Regions from separate parts of the Triticum aestivum genome. Here region 2 is linked to region 1. The links are chromatin contacts, called in public Hi-C maps. All regions are on one chromosome and are shown on one strand. The core of a region is the stretch at or near the end of the contact, and the rest is flanking DNA. Distances in the headings are between cores, read along the strand shown. Region 1 holds the start of LOC123060774 (RNA-binding protein pno1). Region 2 holds the start of LOC123058162 (dolabradiene monooxygenase).

Region 1 (6,764 bases), core at 1,599-4,098:
CAGCTGTGTAAGCACCTCAGCCATCGAATTATGAAACAATTCCTTATTTAACACTAACTCAAATTTTGTTTCCCTATTTAACACTGAAAACCTTTTTCTTCTCTATCTAACAACGAATCTAAATTTTATGCCTTTTATAACACTCTCATCCATTTTAAGCATAAATGACACCTAAAAAGACCCTTTTGCCCCTCATGTGTTATGTGTGTGTGCGAGGCAGTAACACACACGCAGCATCAGTGAGAGAGGGCAGTAGCACACACAGCAGCACATACACAAACCTGCAAAAAAGCAGCACATACACAAGCAGCAACAGACACGCGCACACACACACACAACACCACACACACACGTAGCACACTCACTCACAGGCAACACACACACACAGAGACACCCAGCAGCACACGTAGCAGCAGGGACGCATGCAGCACATAGGCACGCAACAACGCGCGCACACACACGTACACACACGCAGTAGTAGCAAATACACACACGTACACACAAAGTAGCAAAAACACACACGCACACACACACAGTAGCACACACATGTGCGCACGCACACAGATGCAACAGCACACACATGCGCGCACAAACATACTATAAGAGGGCAAAAGGGTCTTTTCAGGTGTTATTTAGGCTCAAAATGGACAGAAGTGTTATAAAAGGCATAAAATTTAGACTCGTTGTTAGATAGGGAAGAAATTATTTGTCAATGTCAAATAGGGCATAAAATTTAGACACAGTGTTAAATAAGGAATTCTCTCTCGAATTATCTGCTACGCATTTATTTAACACTTACATTGTAGAGATGATGTATCTTGCTTTTCTCGTTGTCTAAAACTTGATGATGCATTGTATTTGATGCTCCTGCTTTTACAATGAAACTAAATCTGATGCTGATTTGCAATTTTACAGTTATGGCTCAACTAAGTGTGGACTAAGGCAGTTCCAAGCATCGCTTATGAAGGAAAGCAGAAGATCAAAAGTTGGAGTGCACACCGCGTCTCCTGGAATGGTCCTTACAGATCTCCTTCTAAGGTAACCTCTTAAGTTACTTGACTTCTTCAGATGCCAGGATTCGACTGGCGCAAGAAAAGAAAGTTCATTCTGTACTCTGCAACTCTCTCCTTATATATAGTACTCCATTCCTAAATATAAGTCTTTGTAGAGATTCCACTGTGGACTACATACGAAGCAAAACGAGTGAATCTACACTCTAAAATGCATCTATATACATCCGTATGTGGTCCATAGTGGAATCTCTACAAAGACTTATATTTAGGAACAGAGGTAGTATATACATGCCGCTCTCATGTTGTTAACCTACAGTCTATTCTTTGCAGTGGTTCATCTCTCCAAAATAAACAGATGTTCAATATAATATGCGAGCTTCCAGAAACAGTAGCAAGGACATTGGTCCCAAGAATGCGAGTTGTGAAAGGAAGTGGAAAGGCAGTAAACTACTTGACACCACCAAGAATCTTGCTTGCCTTGGTTACTGCATGGGTTCGCCGAGGCCGATGGTTTGATGAAGAGGTAGCCTGCTTCTTTCTATAATATAACACCCCTCCATTCTGTCGATTTATCTCTTGCAAATTCTGACCGGTTGTTTACTGATTGCAGGGGAGAGCAGTATATGGCTGATAGAATTCGCAATTGGGCTGAAAGTCGAACACGCTTCTCCTTCACAGATGCCATGGAGATGTACACAGAGAATACATGGGTTTCTGTTTTCTCACTCTCGGTCGTCTGTGCATTCATAATGCTTTCCAGTTCAGGCGGACCTTTCCCTGGCACATAATCCCTGGAGTCGCCAAACCAGACAATTCTTTTTTCACTACTGGGATTCTATCATCCAATGACATATGTTGCGAAGGAGGCAAAGGTGATCCCAGACGCGTAATTACACGCAAATAGGATCATCATCAGCCGCCTTACCATTTAAGGATAAGCTAACCGAGCCCTCATCAGTTTAAGAAAAGGGTAAATAGCATTTGTTATGTGGGCATTCCACTTACTGTAAGCTAGTATGTGAAGCTGTCTTGTAAGAACATGTGTCTGAAGTAACCAGAGCACGGAAAGAGTCGAGTAAGTCGACAGGCTTTGGTCGTCTCTTGTACATGGATGTAGTAGTTATGATCCTTATGAACTCATGGTTCATCAGTGTAAAGTTCAGGATATGTATGTCCCTGTTCTTGTAGATTTATACATATTGTTGTATAGAAAGAAAGCAAGACTCGGAAACGTGAACTAAAGAAGTGGATCTTTGTACACATGGAGTAAATTTCCACTGTGGCTTCTTGATCTATACAGGAGTAAATTTCCACTGTGACATTGTGTGTGGATCAACGGACCACAGAAAATGCTAATGACTCCAGACATTTGCGGCAACGAATTATCCTTCTTCTTTTTTTTTTTGCGAGGAGCGCATCGAATTATCCCATCATGCATATCACCCAAAAAGTCCAATGCCAGAAAGGCTTGACACATCCCAATTACGAAAGCTTCAAATGTGCACATCATCAGCATGTTTTTGAATTCCCGAACTTTTTTGTCAAATCCGTGAATAATTTTTCAACTCATGAACTTTTTTTCAAATCTGCGAACAATTTTTTAGTCCTGAACATTTTTTTAGTTCATTAACAATTTTTTAATTCGTATTTTTTTTCAACTTAAAAGTAAACAGACCGACAAAAAAACAAAAAACATGCGTGAGTTTTCTGTCGCTAGCTCTGACTGTGCTCGCTGGGCCAGGCCCATGTCGCACAGGGGAAGGAACAGTCCATCGTCTTGTGCTGGCCCAAACTCCTTCCACAGCCCAATATAAGCCTCTCCGTTCCGAAGTTTTCACTCCTCTCGGTCCCAAAACCCTAGCAGCCTCCCACCCGGCGCCATCCCACCCCCGCCGCAGCCTCCTACCCGGCGCCATCGCACCCCCGCCGCAGCCGCATCAGCCGTAGCCCGATGGAAGTCGACAGAGCCCCGGCCGCTGCCGCGGGAGGAGGATCCTCCTCTGGCGCGATGGCGGTGGACGCGGCCGGCGGCGTGGAGAAGCCGCGGTTCGACGCGCTGATGCCAAGCGAGATGAGCGGCGGGAGGCCACAGTACCGCAAGGTCCAGGTGCCGCCGCACCGCTTCGCGCCGCTGAAGAAGGCGTGGCTGGAGATCTACACCCCCGTCTACGAGCACATGAAGGTCGACATCCGCATGAACCTCAAGGTTGGTGACCCGGCTCAGTTTTCTAGTCTGTCGTTGCAGCGTCCTAATAGTTAGGGGAAGTCGTGTGACCTGTGTTCGTTCTCTCCCTGTCATTTAAAGCACGCCGTTCGGTGAGTAATTATGGAGAAATTTGTTGGTCTGTTGATGATCTTATATCCTGTACGGTTTGGTTCAAGCACTTGTATATCATGGGGAAAATCCGCACTAGCTTAAAGCACCTGTGGTTAGACATTCGGGTCAAAAAGACACGTGATGTATGTCATGTTCCTTCAGTTCACTGTACTAGCACTTTTATCAGGATAAAACATGTTCTGTTTTCAAACTTCAGTGTTCAGTATTTTAATTCCCTGTGCACTTGACCTGAAAAAATGGGAGGTAGTCATGATAGCCATGGTGATAAAATAGACTATTTTTCGAACTTGATTGTTCAGTGTTTTAGCAGTATGTATTGAATCTGATCGATTAGCTTTGATTAGAGGATTCTTCATGAATTCGATCAATTGGATAAACGCTAGCAGTATGTCTTGAAGCAAGTAAACGTCTGCTGGCTATCCTGATTATTTGCATATACATATTTATTTCAGTTCATCATGATGAAGCTACTGATTCGTATTATTGCCACCAACTGAGCACTTGACCTGATTAATTAGCTTAGTGGTGTTCTTATTTTTGTGGGAAAGCATAGTGTTCTAGAAGAATACAGATACACGTGAGTCAATTGGTTTGCCTTGTGGCTGGTGTTTCTCTCATGGTTTTTGGGTCTGCAGGGAGTTCTTCCGGTGCTTATTATTGAGGCAGAACTTGTCAGATATCTGAATGTTAAGCATTTTTCTGTCTCCTTTGCAGCAATTTCATTAGTCTGTTTTGTTTTTTACAGGCAAAAAGGGTCGAGCTGAAGACAAGGCATGATACACCAGATGTGAGCAACCTTCAGAAGTGCGCGGACTTCGTGCATGCTTTTATGCTTGGATTTGACATTGCCGATGCTGTTGCCTTGCTTCGTCTTGATGACCTGTATGTGGACTCCTTCGAGATCAAGGATGTGAAGACACTCAGAGGGGAGCATCTGTCGCGTGCCATTGGGCGCCTATCAGGGAAAGGAGGCAAGACCAAGTATGCCATCGAGAACTCTACCAGGACTCGCATAGTTATCGCTGATACGAAGATCCACATACTCGGATCCTTTGTTAACATCAAGGTTGCCAGGGATTCACTCTGTAGTCTTATCTTAGGTTCTCCTGCCGGCAAGGTCTATTCTAAGCTTAGGGCTGTATCTGCTAGGTTGGCAGAAAGGTATTAGTTGAGTCTGGGTCACATTATATAGCTGCAGTTTTGGCCTTGTAAGGTGTTGTATCCGCTGATTTGTGTCACTGTGCTATGCATTGTCTTGATACGAAGAACAACTTCGAAGTGCCGAGAGATCTGTGGTGATATTCCTTGTGTTCTGTTCTCGGCTTTTTCTTGAGAAAATGCTGTTCTGATACACGTTACTATATGTTTGCTTCGACTACTATTTATATATGCCAAATACTGTTGTGTAACTTGTGTTGTCTCTTTTTCTTCAGTGTGTGTATTTTATACTCTATAACATGGCTATGGATGTGGAGAATGATCAAGTTAACCTAGAATCTTGAATTGTCAAATTTGGTCGATTTACCCTTACAAATTGACCACAATAATGGTTGTGAATCCTACAGAAAGTTCTGCATTGCTCTTGAGCAGTATGGCGAGCCCTTCTCACAGGAGGCTCACCCAAAACATATAGCATTGGTGCAGTACTTTATTGCCATGTAAATCCATCTTAGCTTGGCTATGTTTCTTTGGACGCCATAGTTTCTTTCTTTGGTGCTTTGTTAATCCAATCTTGGATTACCATCCTGTGCGTGCGCTACGGTGCTTCTGCAGAGTTTGAGCTGGATAACAGTTCTCAAGGCCTGTTCGGAATTTCACCAGCTCCACGAAATTTCAGGAGTTGTGGAGTTAGGAAATAGCTGCTTCGCAGTTTTCAACTGCAACTCCACCAACTCCGGGAAATTTCAGGAGTTGTGGAGTGGAGGTTCTCCGAACAGGGCCTCAATCTCCTGCCTCCAATGGTCCTTTACACTACAGCGACACCTATAACCAATCCGTCGCACTTATGTCGTCACAGTCAGTATAAGTTACCCTTAGGATCAGACTTTGGAGAAGGTAAACATGTAGTCTACATATGGTTATCCTTATGATAGCTATGTATTATTACTGTCTCAAGATCGGACAATTTAACTGCAGCACATGGGCAGTGGAGAGCCATAAAGGGTTTGGTCTGCATCTCCTGCTGCAGTATGTTATCCCTGTAGTATCTGCTACATGAAGTTTATAGAAGGATTTACATATTTGGTATATGCAAATGTTTGGACAAGATGCAGAAGATGTGATATGCATCCCTTCCGGCAACACCATGTAATCTCTGCTACAGCGAAGGTACCTACTGGTACTCTGTTCTAATACCTATTTTCTGATTCTTATTCCTTGGGCTTAGAAATCGTTAACTGGGCAACATTCTACTCAGCCACGCATAGACCATGATTTTAGTTCCTCAAATTACAATTAAAATTTCAGCTTATCTGTAGAAACTATTGAGAAAAGAATTATCTTAGTCTTCCACTATATTTTTCTTAGTTTTGTTGCTATATATATTTATTGCAATTTAGGTTTGTAGATTTTGTAAAGTGGTGTGCATCATGTGGTACCAGAGAAATTGTTTCTTGGTCGTTTGATGAGTTCTCCAACTGTTTTATTTGACACCACAAATCTCAATTCCAATTGATATGTTTAATCTGTGTAACCATTCGTTATGTCTTTAGCATTGGAACCCTTTGGGGAAGATATGATATTGGAGGCAAACTGTTTGGCAATATGAAGTGTGTTTACTTTTTGCAGAAGGAAAAAGGTATATACTCCTCTCTGTTACTACTTGCAATACATGGGAATTCAGTAGAAGAATTTTTGATGAAAAAATAGAAGTGAAGGACAAACACTTTCTAAATTGTGTGTTTATCTCCCAAACCCAGTGTTCTCTCATGGGCAACTATATGTTACTGTCTCGCGAGTGACGTCATGACAAGGTTTAAAAATCCTGATTGAAGATGCCAAGGGTGTTCCAACAAATGTTACTACAAATATTATTTACAAGGAAATAATTAATGCTTTATAGGTAACTAGGAATGAATTATTGTGGTGACGATCTTTCACGATGTATGTCGAAAAACCACAGCCGGTCGCTCCGCTTAGGTCTCGCTCCCCGCGCGCCTCGCCCGCCCCGCCGTTGGCCACTCTGGCCACGGCGGCCACCACCGTAGCTGCCTAGCCGCCTGCTCCGCACTATCTCCTACGCTCCATGGCACTCCTCCGCTCCTCTGGTCACGGCCATGTCTCTCGCTGATCTTCGCTTCGAAAGAGGTCATGCATTTGAAGACCGTATCTGAGATCTCTGAACTTACCGACCAATTTCACTGCAGAAAATGGTCAACGTGAATTCTTCCTAGTGGCTGAATTCACAAGATCAA
Region 2 (6,764 bases), core at 1,512-4,011, 300 kb after region 1:
TTCCATTGATATTTGTACAAACTTAAAATATAATTTAGAAACTAAACTAAAACTACAACTACTATGCCGCCGCCGCCCCGAGCCTTCTACATGTCGAGGAGCCTGTTGAAGTTGGTGTAGTCCATGCCGTTGTAGTCGCCGTCATCCTGCACACCATCGCTGTCCTTGCTGCAGCCCTGCCCAGGGTAGCCACGGCGGACGGGGTTGGACGGCCCGGGCGCCTCCTCGTCGCGGCCGCGGCGCCGAGAGGCAATCTCCTCAAGGGCGCGGCACTGATGCTCCATCTCCTCTCGAACGTAGTCGTCCAGCGCCCACTTCAGGCCGGTCTCGAGGTTGGCGGCCATGTCGAGGTGCTCCTGCTTGGCGACTGGCGGCGTCGCTGGCTCCTTCTTTGGCTTGACTAGGCGAAGATGGCTGCGGGGAGGAGGGGAAGGTTTGTGGCGGCGGCCCTCGTTTATGATGAGGTTGCCGCTGCGTCAGCGCTCCGGCGTCTCTTGGGGCTCGCCCTTGACGGCGCGAGCGGCGTCGGTGCACCGGAGGAGGTGAGAGTTGGAGGAAGAAGACGACGCGCCCGCCATGCGCCTCGGTAGCCACGAGCCGCCGCTCCGGCGTGAGAAGGACGGCGTCGGGTACTCCATTCGCGGCGCGTTTGCCACCCTCAATGTGCTCGAGGACCGTGTGGAGAGTGCGCCTGGGGACTCCCCACCACTGGCGGCGGCCGTCCGAGTTGTGCCAGAGCACCGATCGTCGACGCGAGCTGGTCGGCCTGGCGACGCTCGAAGTAGGCCATCCAGAGGTTGGTGCTGTTAGGGGCGTACCTGGCTTGCTGTCGCGCTTCCTTCGGCGGCGCTGACCGGATCCGCGCGATCTCGGCGCGGCGGTGGCACGGGGGCGCCGGCGGCGCTGAGCCTCCATGAGCCCGACACGCGCATGTCGGGCGACGCTGGGTAGTCCACCTCGTGGAGGAAGCGCGCCTCCCACGCGTGCAAGTGGCGGCGGCCGAAGCCGTTAGCTGCCGCACCATCGCTGGGAAAACGCTTGGCCATAGAGACGGGAAGAGAGAGAAGGCGTCGGCGGTGAAGGAGAGAGGGGCGTCTGCGGCGAAGGAGAGAGGCTGTGGGGGAGGCGAGTGTGCGGCCAGCGGCGAGGGAGGGCAGCTTTTATAGCGGCGAGTGGGCGGCAGCAGTGTGGACACGTGGCGAGAGGGGGCGGGATGCGCGGCGGCGCGCCTTCACTGCGCCGCCCGTGAATTAATGGAAGGCTGTCCGGCGGCGGCATTCACATTGATTCCCCGTGAGAAACTAATGCGATGAGGACAAAGGTTCTCGGTGTCGTTGACTCGGCGGGTCCACCAGCTTTCGTGCCAAATTCATTTTCTCCGGCGCCCCCGGGCACCCCCAGTGTGTCGGGTTTGGTCTGGGTCCGTCGGCACCAATTTCTGCGCTAATCAGTGAAATTTGGTCGTGACTGAACCGTTTTTTCGGCCGACCATAAAAAAAAAGAAAATTCCTTATATAACACTGTTTTAAATTTTGTTTCCCTATTTAACACTTAATAACTTTTTCTTCCCTATCTAACGCAGTCTTTAAATTTTATATCCTTTATGACACTTTCGTCCATTTTAAGCTTTAATGATATTAAATGACATCTGAAAAGACATATTTGCCCCTCATATGATAGGTGACCAAAATTTTACGTGGTAATTTAGCTTCAGGTCAGCAGGGTAGCCGGTGTACATCAATAGTACATGGTACACTACATACTGGATCGATAGTATACAACAAAGTCAGTATGTTAAAATCGTAGTCGGTGCTTGTAATTTTTTGTGAAAAGCCAGTGCTTGTACACGCCTTACACAACTATTGCTAGGTGTAGCCTAGTATATATGTGCATATGCCCAGTCCTTTTGTAACAGCTGTGAGTTGAGATTGAAAAAGGAATATAAAAAGGACCGACATGGTCCCGTGGCCATCAATCGCATCGTGTGTGTTCGTGTTGTAGCCGAGATAGTATCCCTAACTTGCTTTTTTACGGGTATTGCTAGCTTGATTAGCTAGCCAGCGAACGCAGAAATGATCAAGCGAGAGATCGGCTGCTAACTAACTTCATCTATTACGTATTAGCAGTACATGTCCAACTAGAATCGATCCACTTGCCTGCCTACTTGTTTCTTGGTGTGTACGTGTCGTCTACGTCTCGACGGAACCCTCGGAAAGTATTCGAGCTAGCTTCGTGTGCCTGTATGCTGGAAAACACTCGGCTATAACGCCATCAGTGTCGAGGTCGAGATTGGGACCAAGGCCAACGCAAAACGAGTCAGCCGCATACACACATACATATAAAATTTTGGTCAAATATCGCATGAAGGGCAAATAGGTCTTTTCATGTGTCATTTAACATCGTTATGGCTTAAAATGGACAAAAATGTTATAAATGGCATAAAATTTAGACTCGGTGTTAAATAAGGAAGAAAAAGTTTTTCGATGTTAAATAGGGCAATAAATTTTAAGACAGTGTTAAATAAAGAAAACTCTAAAAAAAAGAGCCGGGGGTTGTTGGGAGTGCCAAGTGGAGATGCTAGGGGAGCATCAAACGGCTGTCGACCCGGCTGATCCACGCGCGGGATTAGCAGCCGCCGTAAACAATTGTTGATCTCAGCCGGAGTTAATAATAGTAGTTTATATAATTAATATAGCAGGAGTAGTTAGCTGCAACAAACTGATCTCAGATCGATCTTGACTGACTCGGCGCGCTCAATAAAACAAACGGAGCAAGCAAATTGCTCCATCTTACATGTCTAGCTTCCTTGATTAGAAGCAGAGCTGCCATGTACTACATGATGCAAATGGAGGTCGTCTACCTCGGCCTAGCTCTCGTGTCCTTATGTATTGTGCTTCTTTCAGGGCGCAGGCGGAGGCTCTCGGCAGGGAACGAGCCACCGGGGCCATGGCAGCTGCCGGTGCTCGGCAGCCTGCACCACCTCGCCGGGCAGCTGCCCCACCGCGCGATGCGAAACCTGGCACGGCGCCACGGGCCGGTTATGCTGCTCTGGCTCGGCGAGGTGCCCACGCTAGTGGTGTCGTCCCGGGAGGGCGCCCGCGAGGTGATGAAGACCCACGATGTGGCGTTCGCGACGCGGCCCCTGAACGCCACCATGCGCGTGCTCACCAACGGCGGGCGGGGCATTGCGTTCGCGCCCTATGGCGACTACTGGCGTGAGATCAAGAAGATCGTCGTCTCGAAGCTCCTCTCGGCGCGGCGCGTCCTGTCTTTCCGCGCCATCAGGGAGGAGGAGGTCGCCGCCATGCTCCGCGACGTCGCCCAGGCCGCGGCGGCCAGACGCCCCGTGGAGCTAAGCAGGCGCATCTCCGCGCTAGTCACCGACATCACGGTCCGCTCTGTCATGGGCGACCGGTTCAAGGAACGCGACGAGTTCCTCCGCTCGCTCGACCGCGGTGCCAAGTTCGCGTCGGGGTTCAACCCCCCGGACCTGTGGCCGTCGTCCCGGCTGGTGGGTTGGCTCAGTGGGACCCTGCGCCGCGCCAAGGATTTCTGCCATGTCGGGAACGGCATCCTCGACAACATCATCCGGGAGAAAATGGAAGGTGGAGGAGGAGGCGAGAACGAGGACTTGCTCCACGTGCTGCTAAGCATACAAAAGGAGAATGAGGGCAGTCTCCAGTTCCCACTGGACATGGACGCCGTCAAATCCGTCATCTTCGTAAGTACCACTCCACACTTATTAACTGGGTTTTGCTAGTAGAAGTATGTCTCAATTGATTTAGATTTTCTTAATTATGTCTCAATATATACGAGTATTACCTCTCTCTCAGTTTACAGGACGTGCGCGTGCCCCTAGGTCGTCAATTTGACCAACCTAATACAAGTCATATATTACAAAAAATATATCAATATAAACTTCAGATGTTTTATTTTCAAACTGTATAATTTTTGTGTTATATAATTTATATTAAGGTGATATAATTGGCAACCTACGTATACGCGTAGGACTTGTAAACTGAAACGGAGGTAGTATTACTTTAAAAGGACAGAAAAGCATCAGAAAAAGATTTTCATTTCCTTGCATCTAGTTACCGATCGACAATAAAGCACCACCGCATAATTAAGTTGAGAAGAATGTACTCTCTCCGATCCTAAATATAAGTCTTTCTAGAGATTTCAATAACAACTACGTACGGATGTATCCTATTTAGTCCGCATTAAAATTTCTAAAAAACCTATATTTAGAAACGAAGGGAGTATATTGTTACAATTAAGTTTGAGAGTAAACGATATTTTCATCCTGGATTAATTTTCTTAATACTACCATTATTTATTTTATTAATACTATCATTTTATATACAAGCATAATAGTCTTCTCCTCATTTTCTTACGTCTATCTCTCAACAACCGAATGTTCTTATGTCTTAGTCGGTGAAGAAAAGTGCAATTACTGTACAAAAAAATGCAGCTTGGGCTTTTCTAGATTTTAGTAACTAAAGTTATAGTATTCTGCATCGGTTGAGACTTTTTTTTTTTTGAAATAGCATCGGTTGAGACTTAAGAAATACTTGTGGATTACAACTTGGCAAAAACTTTATTAGAAAATGGAAAGTGTATCTCAATCTCAAAACTCACTTCACAATGTTTTGCATGAGCGCAGGACGTGTTCGCCGGCGGCAGTGAGACAGCGTCGACGACATTGGGCTGGGCGATCGCAGAGTTGATCAGGAACCCAATGGTGATGCAGAAGGTGACGGCCGAGGTCCGGCGAACATTTGAGGCTCACGGCACCGTAGCGGAGCATGCCCTCGGGGAACTACCGTACATGCACCTAGTCATCCGGGAAACGTTGAGGTTGCACACGCCCTTGCCGCTACTCATCCCACGAGAGTGTCGGGAGTCATGCCAAGTGCTCGGGTACGACGTGCCGCGGGGAACACAGGTGCTGATCAATGCCTGGGCGTTGGGCCGTGACGAGCGCTACTGGCCAGATGAGCCGGAGATGTTCCGCCCTGAGCGCTTCCTAGGCAAGGCAGGCACAGATGACTTTATGGGTACCGACTTCTCATTTCTTCCATTTGGCGCTGGCCGGAGGATGTGCCCGGGGATAGCGTTTGGCCTCGGCAACATTGAGCTCGCCCTGGCGAGTCTACTATTCCACTTTGACTGGGAGGGTCCACCACAGGATGAGTTAGATATGGCCGAGGTGTTAGGCATCACTGTGCGGCGGAAGGCCGACCTCCTGCTGCGCCCTATCCTCTGGGTGCCTGTTCTCGGAGTCTTGTCAGAAGGCAACAAAGATCATTAGCTTATTTTCCTTGTATGTGATGGCCCTGACACGACATTGTGAGGGTGCATTGCGCCGACATGCACGTGCTTAAACAAATACTAGCAAAACAGACTGTTCATCATCTAGATTAGTGTGTAATGTAACTAACATATTCCCTAATATTAACATGCATTGCACATACATGATTAATGGTATTCTATTAATTAACAGAAAATCCTTGCAAATCATGGTGTATCTATGCGCATGCATGGGTGGGTGGGTATTGTTTGAAATTTCATCCGTGACCGAGCTTGCGATTTATATTGGCCTTGCTTGTAGTCTATAGACTTGGTCAAACTCTGCCTTGTTATGTTTGCAAGTGACACTAGTGCAGTTAAGGGTATTGCATAAGGTAAAAAGACCTCATCGCACACACAGCCACGAACCGGCGCCTTGTGATGGTGTGCGATAGGGGTGTTTATCGCACACGATATAGATAAAAATGTGTGTGATAGCTTGCTAGGCCGTAGACAGTTTTTCGAAAGCAAACGTTTACGATGAGGGAACGAATCATTTGCATTTAGCTAATCTATCCCACATGCGACGAGAGAAGAAATCATATGCGACCTGTCAAAGGTTTGACACGATTCATTCGGACTGAATGTTTAGGATGGCGGGCCTATCACACAGCCTACACTGTGGCACCATGTTTGTGATGCGTCCAATGTTACAGACAGTTTGGATGAAAAAAATGTGTGTGTTGAAAGTCCTATCACACATGTTGTATTGTTACACACTGTTTACAATGTGGTGCACATCACAAAATGATTACTAACAAAAAATGCATGTGGTGCTTATATCTATCACACTAATTTTTATTAGGACAATGCCTATGCGTTGCTACCGGCAAAAGGCAAAACAGGCCTCGAGCACAACAAGCACTAAAATTTCTCTTCCCGCATTCCACCTTTTCATCTACCACTGTGATTCCAAGTGGGCTTAAGTTTTGAAGATCAAATGGGAACGTCAAATTGAAGCACCTATTGAAGAGAAGCGAATGTATGATGCAAGAGTTGGCTATATTTTATATTTATAATGTAAAATCATTATGATTGGATTGATGAACCCCAACTTTCTTTGATGTAGTTTCATAAGAATGTAATTATTATTTGATATCAATAAAGAGAGCTATGATGGGCATTCCTAGAAAAAAAAAAGTGCAGCATTACGCACATACCACTCCAATGCATACCACAACATCGTACGATGGAAACTGACCTTAATCAACCTAACAAAAAGGTGTAGGGCGAAAACAGATCCTAATAAGCATTAAAATAGGCACATGTCTCGACCGTAATGTAAACTTCATCTTGTCACTCAAGGAAGCACGTGGCATGATTAAAACTATGGGAAAGGGGGAGAAAGGACATGCAGAGAGTTATTTTACTATAAATATCGTAATCACTGAAATATCTCACGACAAAAATGGCAT

What was found. A called contact is a pair of places that touch in the nucleus more often than the background predicts.
Region 2: a contact with region 1 is called in a Hi-C map of leaf, with 6 times the contacts expected there. The contact joins the promoter of LOC123058162 here to the promoter of LOC123060774 in region 1. A contact is called at or near these places in 3 of 5 Hi-C or Micro-C datasets (leaf and an unstated tissue) and 1 of 1 datasets of contacts at active chromatin or transcription factors (leaf).

Annotation. Positions count from the first base shown.
Region 1 is chr3A:154,059,185-154,065,948 of IWGSC CS RefSeq v2.1, forward strand. LOC123060774 (RNA-binding protein pno1) reads left to right here and starts at 2,849. Exons shown (of 2, transcript XM_044483607.1): 1 at 2,849-3,219; 2 at 4,097-4,760. The coding sequence starts at 2,965. The coding sequence ends at 4,519. It also overlaps the pseudogene LOC123060773.
Region 2 is chr3A:154,356,901-154,363,664 of IWGSC CS RefSeq v2.1, forward strand. LOC123058162 (dolabradiene monooxygenase) reads left to right here and starts at 2,762. Exons shown (of 2, transcript XM_044480978.1): 1 at 2,762-3,721; 2 at 4,664-5,438. The coding sequence starts at 2,828. The coding sequence ends at 5,311.